Linked DNA regions of Drosophila melanogaster: region 1 is linked to region 2. Evidence: chromatin contacts called from public targeted proximity ligation data. All regions are on one chromosome and are shown on one strand. The core of a region is the stretch at or near the end of the contact, and the rest is flanking DNA. Distances in the headings are between cores, read along the strand shown. Region 1 holds the start of Ae2 (Anion exchanger 2). Region 2 holds the start of Prps (Phosphoribosyl pyrophosphate synthetase).

The links.
Region 1: a contact with region 2 is called in a targeted proximity ligation map of the Kc167 cell line, with 3 times the contacts expected there. A contact is called at or near these places in 13 of 107 Hi-C or Micro-C datasets (the Clone 8 cell line, the Kc167 cell line, the OSC cell line and 4 more) and 1 of 7 datasets of targeted methods (the Kc167 cell line).

The regions. Positions count from the first base shown.
Region 1 is chr3L:9,760,709-9,766,907 of dm6, forward strand. Ae2 (Anion exchanger 2) reads left to right here and starts at 2,836. Exons shown (of 13, transcript NM_206312.3): 1 at 2,836-2,991. It overlaps lncRNA:CR45407 (long non-coding RNA:CR45407), which reads left to right and starts at 192. Exons shown (of 1, transcript NR_124840.1): 1 at 192-646.
Region 2 is chr3L:9,692,913-9,698,494 of dm6, forward strand. It overlaps Prps (Phosphoribosyl pyrophosphate synthetase), which reads right to left and starts at 3,788. Exons shown (of 7, transcript NM_140088.3): 1 at 3,627-3,788; 2 at 1,321-1,546. The coding sequence starts at 1,538. Ubc4 (Ubiquitin conjugating enzyme 4) reads left to right here and starts at 5,424. Exons shown (of 3, transcript NM_001300085.1): 1 at 5,424-5,582. It also overlaps asRNA:CR45804 and asRNA:CR45121.

The sequences.
Region 1 (6,199 bases), core at 1,586-4,085, 67 kb after region 2:
TTAATTACAAAATTCGAGTAGCTAAGACACCGAACAATGCAACTTCATCGCCATTTTATATGCACAATCAAATTCAATCAAATCCGCCCTTTGACACCGCATTCTATACACCTTTTCCCTTTGTGTACAAATATCCGAGTGTAGGGCTATTAAAAAGCACTTTCTTATCAATGCAGGAAAAGGCAAACCGAATGAAGCCGCCGTGCAGGCAAAAGGTGCACAAGGAAACCGAACAATGACGGAAAACGTTGCCAACCAGCAGCTCAGGGGTTCGGCATCAGCCCATAACAACCAACCCACTCCGCCAACCACCGCCCACTAAGCAGAATTGGATCCGATGAACCACCCACCGAATGGCTTGGCTGAGCGTCAAGTGTCATAAAAAAATAGGAACAACACTTGCAAGCCAAAAACTAAAGTGCACGAGTTGCTGGCCATGTGGCTCTTCACACACCACCCATCATCACTCCAGTCAACTTTCTACGCCCAACCACCAACAGCCACCCAACGCGCCCAACGAGGCACCACCCACCATTCACTGCCCCATTCACCGTTCACCACACTCTCCTATTACTACTAGATCCATTTTCGCTCATCTTTCAAAGGCGCCGTGTTGCGTTTGTGTTTGTGCTGACTGCAGGCGGAGAAAATATCATAATGTCGGGTTATTTGTAACAATTTGGCCAATATATGTAGTTTTAGTGGAACATTATTGATTTAAGTGTAATTTATAATTAGATATAGAATTAACTCCATGCGTTTTGCCATTAGTTGAACTGGTACACTTTGTTTTAAGCTAATACCATATACTTCTTTTTAAATTTCTTTAAATTTCTTTTTAAACAGCAATAAAAATCCTGTATAATAATAATTATAATAGTATGCTTAATAATAAACTTAAAAACTTAAACTATTAAGCTTAAAAGGTATTATGGTTAGATATTAACATATTGATTTATACCAGAACGTAAACAACCTCTTATCTACAATACATCTATTGAAATTCTCTAATTTTCTCGCAGTGCACGACAGCGGGCATATGGGTAACTGCAAAGAAATACAAAAGAAAACATTTACAAAACTTCCATTTCCGCTTTATGTGGGCAGTATTTGCAGGCGAAGCGGGCAGTAGTCGAGGGGGGAAATTGAAAAAAGATAGTTTCACATAAACCCTTGGGCATTTGCTCCCGCCCGCTTTTCCACCCCCTGCACCACCTGAATCCCCCACGGCATAACTCAAATACAAACAGAAATGGCAGAGCTTGCAGGTGAACATTCCGATAGTTCGCTTTTGGGCGGCGGAAGTGAGCATTGTTGAAGTTTTGCAAGGTAAATCAAATGATAAAATGAAGATGCAGTCCGAAGTCCAGCAATGCAGCAGCGCCAACAACAACAACAACAGCTGATAGCAACAGTTTTGGGACAACTCAAGGCAATTGGAGCTTTTCACCACGACAGCGACGCCTGCGCTGAAAAAGCACTCAATGCTTGAGTGAGTTTTCTCATTGTTTACCTATTTCCGCTTGCAAGGCTAAAACGCTTGTTATCGTTCAATGTTGCCTACTTTCAGGCTTCCACTTTGGCTCGCAATTATCGTAGTCTCCATTTAGGCTCCTTGGCTTAACCCTTAGACGGTCCAGCTGGGCTTTTCGCGCTTCTTTAGCGTATGAGTAAGTTTTTTCGCTTATCAACTAATGGACTTTTAATCGTGCGAATTGCGTGAAAGGGTGAAGTGCGGCCACTCTTGACATTATATTTATAGTGCCTTATTCAACAAAGCCCTGCGGCTTGACCATAAATTTTCCTATCGCCAGCCGATCGAAATAGCCGTCAAATAGACCATAATTAATTTGTTGAAATGACAACAATTTCGCACCACATTTCGGATCAATTATCGAGTGCCTGTGAATTGTGACAATCAATATAAAATGAATATTTTCACAACTAATTGAACTCTCTGACGTATGCAGCTATCGGAAAAGCCCCACTGGAAAGTCCTCTTCTCATTGGAAAGCTTTGTATTTGCCCTTATCATTGCTAACTCGCCCCAAAAGTTAACACCCATATGCTGGCGGGTTTTAATCATTATTTGGCACAATTGAACGTCATAAATTTTCAAGTATAAGCCCGCAATCAAAATTATTCGACATGTAGACGTTGGTAAAAATTATGGCCCGTCGATCGGCGTTCAACAAGTGTCACATTGTACAAGTTCCCAACAAAACCCAAAAGCGATCGATTCCGATTGTCGCCTTTCATTTCAAATGCAAATCAGTCAATTAGAGCGTCGCAGTCGGCCAATTTGCATTGCGTGAATTGCTGGGCTAATATTGGCACTTCCAGCCAGTGCTATTTATTTTTAGATAACAAATCAAACGCAATGATATTAATAGATAACGCAACCCAATCGCAATCCAGCGGGGGGGTCCGAAACGTGTCCCTCTGAAGGGTTAAGTGCAGCCTGCGTACAAACAGTTAATTAACACTTTTAGCACATTTGAAAATTGCATTCCGAAACTGACATAGAAAGAATAAGTCACAATTACAACATATTTAAACAAATTATTTAATAAAATAGAGATGCTTAACGAATACCTTTTGTATGTTGAATATCCTTAACCTTAGATTAATGCGGGATCGCCTTGGATTAACAACAGTTTATAAAAATTATATAACTATTCGATTAAATTTTATATTTCATGCTACAAATCTTTTAAAGACAAATGTTTAGTTCTCTTCAGAATCGATTTAAGAGAAACCAGTTCAAAACTCTCTTCTCTTCGCCGCCAAATTCGCCGTCGATCGCTTCGGTTAAAAACGTGCTGCGGCAGGAACTGTAAATCATTACGTTCGGAAACGTGCTGCTGCTCGGACGGAAACGCAGAAACTGCGGATAAAAGGCGGACAATATTTTTAGAGCTCGCCAAGTTCAAGTTTGCGACGAAACACAGAAAGTGGTAAACCGTACGCGAAAATATAAGAAAATACAGAGTAAAAAGTATAGCAAAATATACAAAAGGTTCCACCACCAACGTGCGCACACGCAACAATAGCAACAACAACAAAAAAAAAAGCGCCGTTGTTATTGTTGCTCTTTCCTGCCAATTTTATTGTGTTTCTCCATTGCCCTCTGCTTTATCGTCTGTTGTTTTTATCGACGCGTTCGCTCCCGCGTTCTTTCTCCTTCTCCAGCCAGCGCGAGTGTGTGTGTGTGTGTCTCGCCCCCAAAAATATATCGCTCTCCCGCTCTTTCTCCGTTTGATACGTTTGTTGTCAGCGCCGCGTAAACTAAAACTAAATTTAAAAAACTAAGAAAAAAACATATACGAGGAAGTTGACTCCGCAAGATCAAGGTTAAAGAAAAACCCTTTATGCTAATCAACAAGCTGTGTGTGAGGCACAGTGGAAAATTTTCGAATTTCGCCAAGCGGCGACGTCATCAGTGGTCGCATTTGTTGTTGTTGGCGCCCGTGGCCGAGTAAAAGGTAAAAAAAAAAAAATAGTAAAAAGTAGAAGAATACTTCAAGTACGTGTCAATTATAAAATTCACTTCGGTCTGCCTTTATTGTTGTTTTTGCTCTTCTGTCTGCGGCTATTTTTGTGCGAAAAAGATCTTTGAATTGTGGATATTTTGACTTTCTGTCGCATTTCCCACACACCGAAAGAAAAAATTTGATCACTTGAAGGCTTTTTTTTTTTGAAAAGCTAAGAGTATTAATGAAATGCGTCTAAAATTATTAAAAATAAAATTTTTTTGTTATTCACAAAGTTGTGTAAAAGGCTACTTATCACTTTTAAAATAATTTGCGCAACCAAAGGCCTAAAGTAATGTGATATCTAGGACCTTACATAATTATGCAAAACCGTAGCTGAGTCTTTTCTGTGTAAGAATAAACATTTACTGGGCTTTTTCGCAGTTGGAAAAGTGTCAAAGAAAATTCGAAATTTACTCGGCGCCGAAAACAATTACGGAACTAAATATTGTTTAAATACTTACTGTTTGCTAGCCGGCTGTTGGCTAAGAACTTTTCGGCCCGGTTTCTCAATTGCTGTCGGACAAATTATTAAGCAGCCAGAGGAAATAAATCAAGTCAAGTCCGAGAGCAACTGCAGCATGTGACTGCGAAACTTTGGAAACTGGTTCTATTTTGGATCTTTGGCCAGGGGCGGTGTGGGATTTTTTCCTTTGTGTTCTTGATTTTTGCCGTTTTTTTTTTTGTTGTTGTTATGGTTGGTTTTGTTCGACAAGCTAACACAGTTTCAGTTGTACCGGGCACGTAGCGCTACGTTCTCTTTTCCCCGTTCCACCATTTCTCCCCTTTCTTTCCTTTCTGCGCCCCTTTCTCCTCCTCCATCACCGACTGTTTGTCTTCTGCTCCCCGCGGCGCTTTATGCTAAGTTTGTCTGCTTTTTATGCAAATTTCCGCAAACAACAAGAGAAACAACAGCGGCAGAAAGCACGAAAACTCTACTTTTGGGGGAATTTCTGCTATCAGCACTGAGTGTGCTCCAAGTCCCCCGTTGGACGCAACCCCCCCCCCCCCCCCCACCGACACCACGCCCATCCATTTTGCACAGCACGTGAATCGCTGTTGCACTTTCCCGCCTGCACTGGAAGAAACGGAGGTAGCAGTCGTCCATCTTAAGTATTTGAAAAATAAGTTCTATAAAATGTATACAAAATAATAAGGAATGTTTATAGTTATCAGAAATATCTCCAGATTCTCAATTCTCATAAGTTCTATACCTATTGGTGAAAAGTTCTAGTGTAATAGTAAATAGTAATTCAAAGAATTTTTAAAATTCCTAGAGATTTGAAGATTCCCTTGCAGAAATGCAAACTTTTTTATATTGTTTTATTTATAGCGTGGTCGTCTTAATTTATTTTTATATTCCAAAGTTATCGTGGAATGCCGCTGATAAGGACTTCTAACAGTGTCGAGAATACTCAATGAGTAGCCAACTTCGATGCTGTTCCTATTTTGTCGCTGTGTTGAAAGATATTTGTGCTTGGCGCCCTCTTGCTCTAAACGCCCCCGCTGCTACAACCAAAACACCTCCCCCGCCCCTTGTTACCACTCTGGGGTTTCAGCTGGTGAGTAATGGCTCAATAATTTGGCTTTCCCCGGACCGCCCCTCCCCCACCACCCCTTTTGCAACATCTATGCTGCAGTCGCGACCCGCACACGATAAACACACAATGTTAACTAGAATTTGTTTATCTCAACTTGGCTGGTTATTTTCTTTATTTCTGTGTTTTTTTTTTTTTGCTGTTTTTGCATTTTGTGGGGTTCTTGCCTGATATTTAACCAAAATGTATCATGACGCTTAAAGTTGGGTTTTATTGTTATTGCCCCTTCTGCAGTAGCTATAATTGTTGCTCTGCACTTTTGTTTACACAACTTGTGGTGAATCTGTTGTTGTAATTTTGCGTGTTTCGAGAGTAGTATTTATTGTTCCTGCGAACGGTACACAGAATATTTGCTGGGGCAAGCAAATTGAAGTATTTAATAACAAAAGCTGATGTTCGGAAAGAATCCGGTACCCGGTAAAAGCAAGGGAGTACGTAAAGCAATCACCTTTCATTACGTTTCAAAAAAAAAAAAAGAAAATAAACAAATCAGCATTAAATTAAACTGAAATAAATGCAATATGAAACTAAGAATTGGACAATATAATACTTTAAATGAATTTATACTAATGTTCAACATTATGTGCATTTTATTTGTTTTGTTTACTTTGTTCCTAATTAATGGAACGACAAATAGTCAGCAACGCCTACTTAAACTTTAAGTTATAAACAAAATCATAAAACCTTAACCGAATTGTTGCGCAACATTCGGTACTTATTATCGTACGAGAACACCCTTAAGATAAGGCATCCCATTTCGTCACGCTTAAAAATGCACATGAATCATCAGAACAAAGTCACCGACAACAATTGGTTAATCAGTCAAAAGCGCATCGGTTCGTTCTGGATACGATAAAGAAACTAGATCCCCATTTGTTACGCCCATGTCTGTACATTGATATCGGTGTGTGATTTACAAAACCCAAGAAAATAAATATGTGCCGACTTCGTTGCGACTAAGAAACGCAATTTCTGAAGAAAGTCATATACACACTGTAGAGAAAACAGATCGTATTTTTAAAACACCTGACGAGTATCGAGTTTATCGGCAAAAAAAAAAAATAAAAA
Region 2 (5,582 bases), core at 2,538-5,037:
GTCGGGTATGTCGACTATAAAAGCGAGTAAGCCAAATTGGGTCTCAACTTTCGGTAATGGTAAAGAATTATTAGAAAGTTAAAAACTGGAACCTGGAAAATAATGCATTTTTAGAGATAAGACTATGTCTAACTCTATAACCAAGAAACTTTTTTCACAAAATATTTATTACGATTTATTCGTCGAACGTCGTACTTTCTTCAATTGGTTCTTAGGATCATAAAATATCAAGCTATAAGAAATCAGACTGTAAACAATTGTAAGTTGACACGACTCCTATTACCTTGTACAGCATAACACCTGGAACAGGGCATCCTAGCCTCGACTCTGCTCCGCCTTTAGTTCTTTCCGCTGCCGCGTACCTTGGTGTGCGTGCGAGTGAGTGCGAGCATAACAAAAACACACGCACACCGACGGAGCGCGTATCATGTCAGAAAGCTTAGCGCGTATTATAACCTCTATTTTCGTTTCGGTTTTCTTCCGTTTGCCTCGTTTGTTTCTTTCACCTTTTCACCTCCTCTAATTGTTTGCTTATGGGGCTTTTGTTTAATTTTATTAAAATTGGAAAAAACCGATGGAAAGTTGACACCAAATAAACTGAAAAGGGTGCTTGCTAGTGGGTGGGGTAAAAACTATGGGCGCCTTTATTTGTTATTTATTGTTGTTGTTGCATCAGCAGCTGACTGGCTGGTTTTGCGCCTGTGTGAGTGCGTGCGAGAGAGAGGGAAGCAAAAAGCGTGCAAGCCGCAAGTTTAGACATACACACACACGCACACACAGCTGCTAATTTAATTAAAAATATATAATAAAAATCATTTTCGGTTTCTTTGCATTTCTTGTCTAGGAAGATTTAAAAAAATTTAATTTAAATTTTGTGAAAATTGCACGCGACATTGGCCAAGCTTCACGTGTATGTTGGTGTGTGTGTTACTCTCACTCATACCAGCACAACGCCACTAAACACACACAAACACACAGACGCACGGCTATAGCGACAAAGACGGTGTACAGTCCACTTGTTAAATCAATAAAAATAAAAAGAAATCAAGCCAAAGGCAGGCCACAAAAATTCAGGAAAAATCATTCAGTTTTAGGTAATCACAAATTCCCATAGATTCCCATTGTTGATTGTGGCAGCGAAACGCCAGCAACCTTCAGCGAATGTCAAGGACCTTTTGAGCACATGTGTTTGCAGACCAAACACTTTTTCGTCAAACTCAATTAGCGCACTTTAAAAACACATTTGTCCGTTGTCGTTAAACACTTGTTGGTGGTCACACACGCAATTTGCGAAGGAAATTCTCCTGCAGGACTACTCACCAGGTCTCCAAGTTGCTGAACTTCTTCGTAACCACCTTGCCGAGATCGATTCCCAGGCGATCGACTATCCGCTGGGCCAAATCCGGATGCGAGGTGCCCGAAAACACTTTGATGTTCGGCATTCTGGAGTGGATTAAATTTAGACAACCAGCCTGTTTCTCCAAATTGTCTCGGATCAAACTTCTAGCGCGTATCGGATTAGCAGAGCGAACTGGCATCACACAATCTATGAGTAGAAGTTTTTATTATAAATTTTTTTCGCCAAAACGCGGGCAGCGACGTCGACGTCGTCGCCTTATCGGTGAGAAAGCAAGAGCGTAAAAGAGAGCAACGAAGCTTTTTGCTGCGCACTGCGCTCTCTTTCGCTCGCTCTTTCTGTAAAGCCACCCCAATTATCCCCCATTCCCATCCAGACCATGTGATTTTTCTACGCGTTCTCCAGGGAACTGGAAAGCTATCGATTTCGATTCCGGACTACTAAAGCGGTGCGATAGGTTTTTATAATTTTAAATATTTTCATTAATCAATTCGAATTTCCTAGTGTGTTTCTCAGTATAAATCTAAACAAGTTAATGGGATTGCACTATTACAATATTAGCCTTTCAAAAAGCAAGGATTTACCTATTTCATTGCAAATAATTTTATATTTATAATATTTTGGCTCGGTTTGCTATTAAATTTACATATGAACATGAAAAAGAATAAATATAAATTGCAAATTGACACTGATTATATTCGATAGATAAACAGCTTGTTGTCACACCCGTAAAATCTATGAGTTTTCTTTTAACATATAAAATATGCTGGCATGCCAACAGGCGCGCGCCAAAAAAAAAGCTTTTAAGGCTGAGGTAAACAGCTGTTCCACGGATGTCCCTCAGTTGGCCATGAAAACCTAGCACCACACACACACACGCGGACAGAAATGAAAGGAATGTGAATTCTAGGATATAATCTACGCACCATTCTGCTCGTTCTCCGTGCATTTCTTATCGGGCATTATTCACAAAACAAATCCCGAGATGAAGGTTCTGCGACAGGTAAGCGCCGACTATTTGATTGAACAACCCGTTTAATAACAAGACGCACTCAGCTGTTCTGCGCCAGGTAAGGTGAAAAGTGCACTGTTTCAGCGACAATGGGAGATTGGGATTAGCAGCCGCAGAGCGCCGCATCTGGCGAAATTGAGCGAGCGAATGGAACTGAGCGCCGTACAACATGGCGTATGCTTCTATTACACATACGCACCGGCTGCCCACACACACACACACCCATATTTTACGAGAGAGCGCAAGAGAGCGCCAAGGATGGGATGATGCGCAGTTAAGTTGATGCCACAAGGAAAAGCTTTCGGGACGCACTTTTCCTCTCTTTTTCGGAATCAGCTGTTTTCGATAGGTAATTTCCATAGAATTTTTAATACGTCATGTTGCAATTTTAGATATGTAAAACGTCACACAGAGCGAAAATTTCAATAATAAGTATTAATTTTTTTTATAAAATAATCACAGACCTCATTTCTAAAGTAAGACAAAATTGCGGCTTAGTTTCATTACATCTGCACAACTCAGTAATTTCTTAATAACACACAGATATGCAATAAAATTGTTTCATATATATTTCAATGGGTAATAAATTTCCAAGGCCCCATAAGACTGTCAATATATTTTCCTATTCATAATAACATAAAAAAACCCTAAATATCTGAGACAATAATAAACATTTAATGCTGCGTTTCCCACTTTTAAAACCTATATGCATGCGGCTCTTTTTGTGCACATACTTAGAAATTTATTTTTTGTCTGTGTATCTGTGCTGTATGCCGCTTTCAATTGGTTCTGGATAATTGTTGCTCTGCAAATATCTCTGCTATGTACTTTGTACATACCAGCAGAAATGTTTTGTTTTCTAGATCTCAAATCCGAGGTACAGTTCTTGCTTTTTCATTTCACGGGGGCTCGTCTTTGCTTTTGTTGCCCCCGAGATGTTTTCTTGTTGTTTGTGCAACTGTACCTGGGATGCTGAACAAACGAACGCGGCAGAAAAACACTGCGATTTGTTAAATTGTTATTTTCGTGCCCATGGCTAAATATAAATGAACTAATGCCAAATGCTGACGTACTCTTCTCCGTGTTTTATCCCTAAAAACTGACGCAAATGGCATTGCAAGTACAGGAATAATGGAGCCGTGGATAGCGGGTTGGTGGGGCAAAAACCACGTGCCGAATGCGACGCATGTTTTGAGTCGAGGCGAAAACAAAGGCACGCACACTTCAAAATCGAGTAGTACACCATACTGGACTTACTTGAAACATGTGAGGTAGCAAAGTGTCGCAATTACTTTTAAACTACAAACTATTAATCACTGAACGATGCGGTTTGTACAAGTTGGTCGAAAAAAACTTGTACTTTGTGATTTCACTTGGATGCAGCCGCTGCTCAGAAAATGCAAAAGCTGAATGAATCAGAACGCTTTTGAATTGAATTTAAGCGAGGGAAGTTGAGTTTCTGTTTATGGAGTTGTTTGGTGCGAGAGAGCAAGAGATAACGCAGAGGAGAGTTGATTTAATCAAGCTGAAGCATGGATACCCTTACGTTACAAGACAATAAATGTATCTTTTGGTTATCTGGTTATTTTATGGGGTAGGAAACGCATCCCTCTTCACACAGTCATAATACATATGCTTCGAAAGGGAATATCGGGGAGAGTAAAAGAGAACCGGCATATTTGTTTGTGTCGGTCACTCGTTTTGTTTTGTGGCGAAAGAGCGCCACAAAAGGGGAGCACAAACACGTGTGTCCAAAGAGTTGGAGAAGCAAGAAGCTCTTCCGTTTTAATTAGTCTCCGAATGTCTATTGGGTATATTTCTTATCCGAAAACTGTTGTTGCGTTGGCTCTCAAAACTTCCCCACACGCTTTTGCTGACACGTTTTTTTCTCGATCGCCATTGAGCTGTGCGAAACGTGAATTTGAGCAGTAAAAGAGAATGTCGACTTTAATGATTTTTCAGGTATGAAATATGCCCTCTAATTTTTTTGATCATATTTTTATTTTGTTAACATTCAACTTATTAATAAGAGTTTGCTGAAAATGTAATCCACTTAATTGTTTATCACTTAAAAATTTTTTAGGTAAAGTTCTCTCATATTGATTTAAAATTGCAATGTGAATAAAGTAACACTTCGTGTACCCCTTTTCCAAGTATAACCATTATAAACACAGGATCGTATGGCGCATAATTAATGGCTGTCTATTATTTTTGGACTGTTGCCAAGAGAGACCTACGCCTTAGAAGATTAAACTTCTTGTTTTTGTTTATGGGGCGCAAAACAAGTTTCAAATTTCCGACCGCAGACAAGGCGGGCGAGCGTAATGGAACCATATTACTGAGGTCAAAAGAACTTCGATTATATAATAAGGCCATGTATTCAGTATTCAAGATCAGAGACGCAATGGAAAATAACCTTTGACGTGTGCCAAGGAAAAGCTGCGGCTTTTTTATCCAATGGTACAAAAACCAACTTTGGAATTGATTCAGCCAATCATTGTAACGTAAATAGATTTTATCAACAAAGAGGTAAGAATGAGTACTTCGTGTATGGGGCTTAGCTGAATTTATTAGGAAAGTAGTTTGTAAATATGGTTATTTTTATGTAGATTTTGCTTTTGTTTCTTTTCATTTGTATTATCGAAACGAGTTAGGAAAATGTGTCGGTTAAGATTCCCAGATTCTGATATGTCGCCTTCAGGGAAACAAAGTCATCATGTCATCCAGTGGACATAATTGGAGGACCAATGTTAAGAAGAAGACTCCTCCTTAAAATGTTTAATAGGTTTTAATATGATTAAATAGTTATGAGTTGAGTGAAGTGGGTGTACCTGGGTAGTATTAAGGGCGTATCTAGGCAATATATGGCTCGCAGCAAGTAGCACCAATTCATTACGTCCCTATGTAATAGTTATTTATTCATATGCTAAACATTTGAACATTCGAACTTCGTTAGCAATTTTCGCGCTCTTTCCCCGAAGCCCTATCGATACGTCAATCGATAGGCGAGCTTTCAGAATTATCCGAATGCACCGCGGCGGTCACACTACGGAAAAACAAAAAAGAAATAGCGCTGGCAAAATAGACGTGCTGAGCGCTGTAAAAAGTCAGATTCGTGTTGAAATTGGAATAATAAGTTTTTTATTTTCCGTGCGCTGGTCGAGCTCGTTGCTTCGACAATTCGAAAAGCGATCGAAAGGAGCAACCTTGTAG